Regions from separate parts of the Mus musculus genome. Here all the other regions are linked to region 1. Evidence: chromatin contacts called from public HiChIP or PLAC-seq and promoter capture Hi-C data. All regions are on one chromosome and are shown on one strand. Each heading gives the region's core, a stretch centred on a gene start, on an enhancer-like site or on the middle of the called end of the contact. The rest is flanking DNA. Distances are from core to core; before and after follow the strand shown.

Evidence for each region. Promoter capture Hi-C pulls out the DNA fragments that hold promoters and counts their contacts. HiChIP or PLAC-seq counts read pairs in DNA pulled down with a chosen protein or histone mark.
Region 2: a contact with region 1 is called in a promoter capture Hi-C map of second pharyngeal arch cranial neural crest, with 13 times the contacts expected there. The contact joins the enhancer-like site here to the promoter of Foxp2 in region 1. A contact is called at or near these places in 7 of 39 promoter capture datasets (the 3T3-L1 cell line, frontonasal cranial neural crest, liver and 3 more), 1 of 484 Hi-C or Micro-C datasets (cranial neural crest), 4 of 115 datasets of contacts at active chromatin or transcription factors (astrocytes, craniofacial prominence, embryonic forebrain and 1 more) and 1 of 9 other capture datasets (adipose tissue).
Region 3: an H3K4me3 HiChIP or PLAC-seq map of embryonic limb bud shows a contact between it and region 1, with 6 times the contacts expected there. The contact joins the enhancer-like site here to the promoter of Foxp2 in region 1. A contact is called at or near these places in 4 of 39 promoter capture datasets (the 3T3-L1 cell line, frontonasal cranial neural crest, liver and 1 more), 3 of 115 datasets of contacts at active chromatin or transcription factors (craniofacial prominence, embryonic forebrain and embryonic limb bud) and 2 of 9 other capture datasets (adipose tissue and liver).

What each region holds. Positions count from the first base shown.
Region 1 is chr6:14,899,960-14,902,799 of GRCm38.p6, forward strand. Foxp2 (forkhead box P2) reads left to right here and starts at 1,390. Exons shown (of 19, transcript NM_053242.4): 1 at 1,390-1,802.
Region 2 is chr6:16,694,377-16,697,216 of GRCm38.p6, forward strand. No RefSeq gene overlaps it. Among named protein-coding and RNA genes, the nearest start is that of Gm36669, 82 kb to the right of the region's middle. Within about 2 kb of position 1,470, at least 5 of the 459 cell types and tissues checked have an H3K27ac peak or open chromatin away from gene starts, as enhancers often do. A contact at or near this core is called in craniofacial prominence and second pharyngeal arch cranial neural crest, where this site is marked.
Region 3 is chr6:16,076,152-16,078,991 of GRCm38.p6, forward strand. No RefSeq gene overlaps it. Among named protein-coding and RNA genes, the nearest start is that of Mdfic, 360 kb to the left of the region's middle. Within about 2 kb of position 1,495, at least 9 of the 459 cell types and tissues checked have an H3K27ac peak or open chromatin away from gene starts, as enhancers often do. A contact at or near this core is called in embryonic limb bud, where this site is marked.

The DNA of each region.
Region 1 (2,840 bases), core at 140-2,639:
TCTGCGCCGGTGGAATCGCTGCGTGACAGATTCAGCAGCTAGGCTGCAAGCTCCCGCGGCGGCGCGTATTGAACGCCGACGGCTAAGGGTTAGGGGGCCAGTGGCCCGGGAGGGGCTGGCGGGAGAACCGCAGGAAGGAACTTCCTTCCCAAGCTAGGGTGGAGAGGGGCATCTTAGAAACACCCTCCCAGATTCAAGTCACAAGACCCTTCAGGGCCCGCCTTGATCTCCTCCGGCCCTTTCTCTGTCATCTCTTTCTTGGTCCTGCTCAGACCAGCCAGCTAGGTCGCACCACGCACAGTGGAGGAGGGACCTGGTGGCAGAAACCGAGCCGGAGCATCCCCCAACACCGGGGACACAGCTTTGAAGTGCACTGCGAGCGGGTTCTGGCAATTTCTACTTTTCTTTCATTCCTGTTATTTTTTTCTCCCTAGTCATTGATCCAGTCAGTCCCCAAAGCCTCATACTTTAAAAACAAAATTACACCTTGGTGGTGCCATCTCTTTTTCCAAGTCCCGCTTCGGTGACCTGGGCTGCGCGACTACATGGAAGCCCTAGCAGTACTGGCCCCAAGTGAGACAGGAGCCACGACAACCAAGAGTGAGAAAGGTTCTGCCTCTCCATCCAGGCCGCAGAGGCGCACACACAGGAGAGAAAGGCCAATCAGCGTGGCTGTGTTGGCGCGGGCTCCCTCTGTGACACTCTGTGCTTTAACTACCTGCCACCAAAGGCTTCGGATCCCTTCTAGGTTTTCTGCACTTCACGTGGAATCCCCTGTTTCATTTGCCAGCAGCTCCGTCTGCTGAGAGGACGTACTTTGGGGACTGCCAAGAAGCAGCAGACACAACTCGGCTGTGCCAATACAGCATACGGTTTTGTTCTCGCCTCCCTCCCCACCCCCATCCCCGACTCGCCGTCTGGGGCGGCAGGAGGAGGCGGAGCTGGAGGTGGGGAGAAGGGTGGGGGTGGGGGAAACGGGGCAGAACAAACAAGTTCTCTAGCAAGTTGTTTACATAGCAGGTGGACCTGACGTCATCCAGGAGGCTCCACCGCAAAGCCCAGCAACATTCTGGCCCGCGATTTCTCCCATCTCTGGAAAAAGTTGGGGGGGGGGCATGAAGAGATTGATGGAGTTCAAACCACTTTAAAAAAATCATCATCATAATCATCATCAACAACAACAACAACCCCAACTTAGCAAAGTAAGACAAAACAAGTGCCCCAACAGTACTTAAGAGTGTTCTAGGAGGTCCCTTCCCCCTGCCCGCCCCTCATAGGAGAAGCTGCTCTGCTCTCAGTGTGTGCATAGTTTGCATCGCCAACAACTCGCGCGCGCGCCCGGGTGCGCGCGCCCGCCGGTGCACGCACACATACACTCACATACGCACACACACACACACACATACAAGCGCGCGCGCACACACATACACACAGACACACACACACACCAACACACACATACATACAGAGATCCGGGTTGTGGGGGGAGCTGCCAGCGCGAGACAGCGCGAGCCTCCGAGAAAGCGCGAGACACGCCGGCGCGTGCAGCTCCCCGGCCGCAGCTTCGTCCCGGCCGGAGCCCGGCGCCACCAGCAGTTCATCCGTCAGTGCCCGCCCAGGGCATTTATGCCGCGGCCGCGACTTCCCGCCGCAGCTTCCTCGGGTCCCCCCTCCCCTGGTGTCCCCGAACTCGCGGCCGCGGCTGCCGGGACTCGAGCGTGGGTGTGTTGTTCCGGGGCTTCTGCCTGGGTGCACAGCGGGTGCCACCTCCTGGGACGCTGCCCTCGGGGTCCCCGATCGCGGTAAGTTTCTTCGCCCTCACTCAGACGCTCTGCACTCCGCACCCCACCCTGTCCCAAGCACAGCCACGCGCGGCCAGACTGCGACTTTGCTCCACGCTGATCCGGTCGCGCAGCAAAGTTTCGCCCCAGAGCCTGCTGCTCCGCGCTGCGGGGCCAGGGTGACATGTGTCAGATTTCCACATAGGGCAGGGGTCGCATTTGCGTCGAGACCCAACATCGCCACTTGTTGTTTCTTTGCATTTTGCTGTGTGATGGGGAAAGGGGTGTGCAGGAAAATGAGATTTCTCTGTGGGCTCCGGGATGAATTATTTATTTATTTATTCATTTATTTATTTATTTTCGTTTTGAATATGCAGATTGTTGTATCGTCCAGAGATGCTGGAGGAAGAAATGTGTCGAAACACCAGATGCGTTTGTTTACTCTTATAAAAAAATGTTTGTTGTCTTTCCCTCTTCCCTCCCACTCCCTCTAGGGAAGAGAGACAGCAGTAGAAACATGTGGTGGTTAGAAGCGCACACTTTATTGATGAGACTGCTGACCTTTATTTACTAAAGCGGGCAAGTGCGCGTTTCTTGGGTCTTCAGCACTTCTGCTTTCATCTCAGAAGTACTTATCCAGGAACCAGAGAGGCATCAAGGGGACACTTCTTTTCTCTCTAGTTAAGAAACTCCTGGCCCCTAGTGACTCCTGAGATAACCATGCATTTCTCGGGCCACTCCTGATCACTCTCTTCCACTTGTCTGCTAGCCAGCAAGGCCTGCGGCTTCCCAATGGATCCGTCCTGGTTTTACTTTCCTTCCACTTTGGGAAGTGCTCCTTGTTCTGTGTGTGGGTGTCACAGCTTGCAGCCCCTGGGAGAGGGCATGTGGGAGGGGCACAGACACCTTGGTGAGAAAGGGTTTCTCCCTAGCCTTTTTTTTTCTTTCTCCTTCCTTCCTTCTCTCCTTCCTTCCTTCCTTCCTTCCTTCCTTCCTTCCTTTTTTCTTCCTTCCTTCTCTCCTTTCTTCCTTCCTTCCTTCCTCTCTTCCTTCCTTTTT
Region 2 (2,840 bases), core at 220-2,719, 1.8 Mb after region 1:
TATATATATATATATATATATATATATATATATATTATTTTAATGATAACATTCTATTATCAGAATTTTCCTTTAGACCATGTTAATATTTTTTATGTATTGTAAGTTACCTCTTCACTGCTTAAATAAATTTACATTTACTTTCCCTTGGTAGCAGGATCCAGCAGTGAAGGGTCTGCTTCCAACTCATTTCAGGTTGGAAGAACTAATCCAATTTATATATTTTCTTCAGTATCATGGCTGATGACCTTGGGTCTTGAAAGTCCCCATAAATAGATGTCAGGAACATTCACTTCTTCACAACTGGAAGGAGAATCTGTTACCTGCTTTGCCTTACCTTGTGCCTTCTTCACACACCTTGTCCTAGTTAAGGCTTCTATTGTTGGGATGAAAAACACCAGGACCAAAAGCAAGTTGGGGGAGGAAAGAGTTTATTTGGCTTAGGCTTCCATATCACTGTTCATCACTGAAGGAAGTCAGGACAGGAACTCAAACAAGGCAGGAACCTAGGGGCAGGAAGTGATGCGGAGGACAAGGAGAGGTGCTGCTTACTGGCTTGCTTTTAATGGCTTGCCCAGTCTGCTCTCCCATAGAACCCAGGACCACCAGCCCAGGCATGGAACCACCCACAATGGGCTGGATCCTCTCTATCAATCAGTAATTAAGAAAATGCCTTATAGCTCTATCTTTTTTTTTCATTATAGCTCTATCTTATGGAGGCATTTTTTTCAATTTATGTTCCCTACCCTTTCAGATAACTCTGTTTTGTGTTTAAATAATGGCAGCATAGATCATTATTTTAAAGAGTACCTAGAAGATAGTTTTTTGACCTCATAACAATAAGATTACATTTATTTTTGTAAACTGGGATGAAATATATCTTTGCTTTTAGAAATGTGTTAGATCAACTGACCTCAACCCTAGCCACTTGTACAAGGGATTTTCCAGCAATTCCACCCTGACTTCATAGTGGATTAAAATATAGGTTTCAGACTACAGTAGCAAGTAAATGTATCAAGTGTGTGTGTGTGTGTTAATCTCTCTATCACATTTCAAGAGCATGAATACCTGTATCTCTTACAAATAATATTGCTCTTATAATAATACTGCAAGAGAGCAATGTCTCTCATCCCCTGCTTGTCCTTATGGGCATACACTACTCTGGAGTTAGAAATTCTCATACACAAAATAAATACAGCAAAATAAAGCTGAAAGGTCTATGTAATGTGGTTGAAACGCTAAGCAGTAGTCACTGACAGGGCCTGGATTAAACCTCAACATTTGCAGTCCGTTATCCTTTGTTCCTTCCATTAGGTCATACTGTTTCCAATTAGCTAGGAGAAATCATGTAAAGAAGTGATCTTCGGAATGAAAATGGAAACCTTAAGATTTCAGTCAGCACTAAGCCCCCAAAGACCATCTGGAGGAGTAATTCCATCAGGGGCAGGGGTGTTTTTATTTTTAACTTTTCAGAGAAGGTCATTAGATCATTTACCTTCTCCTAACTGTGAGTTAAGAGCCTAGCTCCTAGCTCCCCTGGGGGGCCGGGTGGAAACAGGAAAATGGAGCTGTTCCCAGGTCAATGTGCACAGCTCCTTAAGGCTCAGATGCAGCTCCTTTAAGTTGATTTAGTCTTCAAGGCAGTATACTTTAAGTAAATCAGAAAGTAGTGAAACAAAGGAATTTGAGCCCATGTGTTAATACAAATGATCAAATACTTAACAATGAAAGCCAATGAATTCATTCATTCTTTTGATTTTGGAGCTTCTCATGTAATTGACAAAGCAACTGATGGAAAGGATATAATAAATTTTATGCTCATATCACCTTACCTGTAACAAACCAAAGGAAAGACACAGAGCACCGTGTGCAATGTGCTCACTCTCCACAGTAAAGAGAGATGGTCAATTACGCTATGAAGATGTAGTTCCAAGATTCAAATGTTCCCTTTCACACACACACACACACACACACACACACACACACACACACACACACTAACATGCACTATTGTTACCCAGGTAGAGAAGTCTCCTAGACTCTAGTCACTAAGCTTTGATGTCAACAAACTCTGGCCTTTTCTTGGCTGGCCTCTTACCCAGGAGTGGATGCATGTGGATGCTGTAATTGAGGTCAGGGGTGCTAATCTCCCTGAGATGTCTGAACTCTGAGAAGCGCCACCATCATTTTTTGCCCATCCTTCCTCTCTCCTGTTCCTTAACAGGAGAGAGAGAGAGAGGAGAGAGAGAGAGAGAGAGAGAGAGAGAGAGAGAGAGAGAGAGAGATGCATTTGCTTTTGTTACAGGCAAATTAACCTGCTGTTGCATTCATTCGGGTCTGTTTTAAACCTCTTCATCATTTAAATTAAAATAAAGCAAAGAATAGAAAGAGAAGTTTGCCATTTCTCATTTAAATCAGTTATCCAGGAACAAAGTGAATTTCTTCAATATTGTAAGGTTCACACAGGGAACGCTGAGGGATCTTTTCAGGAAAAGACTGTTGGTTAAGTCCTTTGTCATATTATGAGCACATTTTAAAATAATAAAAATGATCTTTAATCCTGATTTAACATAATTTCTAATAAATTCAAACATATATTTGTTCCTCATTGAATTTTAATGTCAGTATTTTGTAAATGAAATGCCAGTATTTTCTAATTGGTTCTCTGCTGATTTTTTTTTTTTAATCATCAACTGTATGATACATTTTGGGAGTTCAGAGGAGGGAGTACACACACATTGCTTTCTGTCATTTTTTTAAGTCCCCCCTAATGAATTCTTAATTACATTATTCAAAAGATCCATTATTCAGCATTCATCTCGCTGCTAAATGAAAGTCTT
Region 3 (2,840 bases), core at 245-2,744, 1.2 Mb after region 1:
TCAGTAAAGGGCATAGAGATGATCACTTCAGAGACTGTTTCAGGGAAGTGTGTTTGCTTTACTGCAAGGGAGCAACTGCTTATATAGTGGATGTCTATCGACTGTGGATTGTGATTGGTTAGGACATTACGTCAGATTGGTCAGTGAGCACTCATATCACAAGGATCTCTATGCTGAAGAAGCACATCAAAAAGAGACATGAAGAGTGAAGACTCAACAATCATGCCAGCTATTAGCTAAGACCACTACAGAACTCAGTGTGCTAACTTCTGGGCATACTCAGGCACATGCTGTGCCATGATTGTTATTTAGAGGAGCAGTATGCCAGGATAGGCTGAGTGCCAGATCATGCCTGCATTTCACTCCTACAGCAAAGTATTCACAAATTCACTCCTCATCCGGACCACAATAACTGTCACAGGAGAGTCATAAGGACTGAATGCTACATAATGCAAATCCTGATTCAATATTTAATCAGTAACTAATGCTTCTTAATAATAATGACAAATAAGTGACTCTAAGATGTTATCACTGTTCAGATTATTTTTGTCCTGTTGTGCTATTGGCCTGCTTTATTTTGTTTGTTCAAGACAGGGACTCAGTCTAAGCTGCTGTTGAATTCACTCTTGAGCCAAGGGTGACCTTGAACTCCTCAGCCTTCTTATTCTGTTCCCAAGTGTTGTGACATATTCCTGCTATCTTAGGTATCAAAGAAAACAGTGATATTGAGGAGGTGATATTGTTAGAGTGCTTCTCTAGCATGCACAAAGGCCTGTGATTTATCATCTCTACTTCATATATTAGATGTGATGCCATGAGACTATAATACAGTACTCAGTGTTTGTAGCTCAGAGAATCGAAAACTGAAAGTCATTCCTTACTACAGGGTGAGTTGGAGGTTAGCAGGAGACACAAGAGATTATGACTCAAAAGACAAAATCTGTTACTGACTCTGAAGCAAACATCACTGTGAAAGGCATCTATAGCTCAGATTTCTTAAGATACACATTTAAAAAACAAATGAAAGATTAGACTCTGTGAAACACACTCAATATTTCCTGAATATAGCATTTCTTTATTTCCATGCATTATGAAAACCTGTGATCCTACTTTATAATGAGGTCCAGGGAAAATGAAAACCACAAATAAGGGCTGTTGGAACCATGTCACAGGAGAGTGTGCCTGACTGCACCCTGTGACTGTGCCATATTTGTACACGGGAGATATTCTCTCATCAGAGACCTTGCGTGTTTCTGGAGGGCTCCCGGGTTGCCTCTTGATCAGCCCAGCCTCCTTCCTTGCCACTCTGGTGGTGAGTGGTGCAGAAACATTTTAATTAATGGTGAACTTCTCAAAGTTGAAGTGCAAACAATTACAGCTCAATTTTACCTTCGGCCTCATTTTCATCACTTTCCTTCTCCCCTCCCTCCCTATTAGATGCCTCTGCTTCACAGTCTGTAAAGCTGCCTAATGACTCTGTCTGAGACAAGAAGGCATTGTTTCACTTTCCTGCAATTAAAAGCAGTGGGACAAAGACAGAGCATTCCTGCTCCACACCTCTGGGTGAGTCCTTCCAAAAGGTAGACACCCCACTCTTCCCTGGCTGGGCAATTGTTTCTTTTCTTCTCTAAAATAGAAAGGATTATATCTTCCTCATAGCAACTGTTTGCACACAAGCCTCAAAGAAAGTTCATAGCACACATCACAAGTACATCTGATATGTAAGTGAAGTGATCTGTAGCACTGTTAATTAGACCTAAATTCTTGATTTACTATTTATAAAACAAAATTGATTATTACTTCATCAACAACATTTAAAGCATCATTAAGAGAGGTCTGCTCCAGCAGCCTCAGGTTAAATTTTTTAACAAGCACTTTAGTTGCTAATCTGTGTTATTGCCAACATATGTAAACTTCCTAATGCTAATTGCATTCAGCTGTGAATCAAACAATGTCTAATTCTCTTCAGGACTAATTATGCACATGTGCTTCCTGCATTCCTAAACATGGTTCTCATAAATAATAAGAGATATATCTAAGCAGATGGGATTTTTCCAACTAAATGATCTGTTTATCATGAATAAAACAAATGGCACATACTAGACTTCAAATGCAGAGTCACTGCAACTTCACATATTTTTAGCATTAATAAGCACCACAGTTGTTTATGAGTGCGATTTTGAACAATTGAGCAGCAAACCGTGTTTGTTCACATGCCGTATTTATCTCCACCAACATTAAAAACAATTTTAAACTGAGAACCCAGAACAGAGTAATTTTATGCATGGACTGGGTGATGATAATTGTACACAGGAAAGATCCAAACTCCAAAACCCCATAGGGAGTTTTCTTTAAATGGACTTTGTAATTAAGCTGATAGACTGGTATAGTCTTCCATTTTAGAATAGAGGACACTGGGAGCATCTTCTGCTGTGACAAGATTAGAACCTCAGAATCACTTATCCAAAAATAGTCCAATTTATTTTTTTGTTTCTACAAAGAAGATAATTTTGAAAGAAAATGGATTTGCATAGTACAAAATAAATTATGAATAAAATAAATGCATAGATTGTTATTGAGAAAATGTGTATAATGATATCTACAAGCCAACTTTAGTCCTTCTCTCTGTATCTCTGTCTTTCTCTATCTCTCTCTTTTGTCTCTTTCTGTCTCTGTCTGTCTCTGTTTCTCTGTCCCTCTCTGTCTCTCTGTCCCTCTGTTTCTTTCTGTCTCTCTGTCAGTGTCTCTGTCTCTGTTTCTCTGTCTCTTTCTCTGTGTCTGTGTGTGTGTGTGTGTGTGTCTTGGTCTCTGTCTGTCTGTCTGTCTGTTTCTCTCTCCCC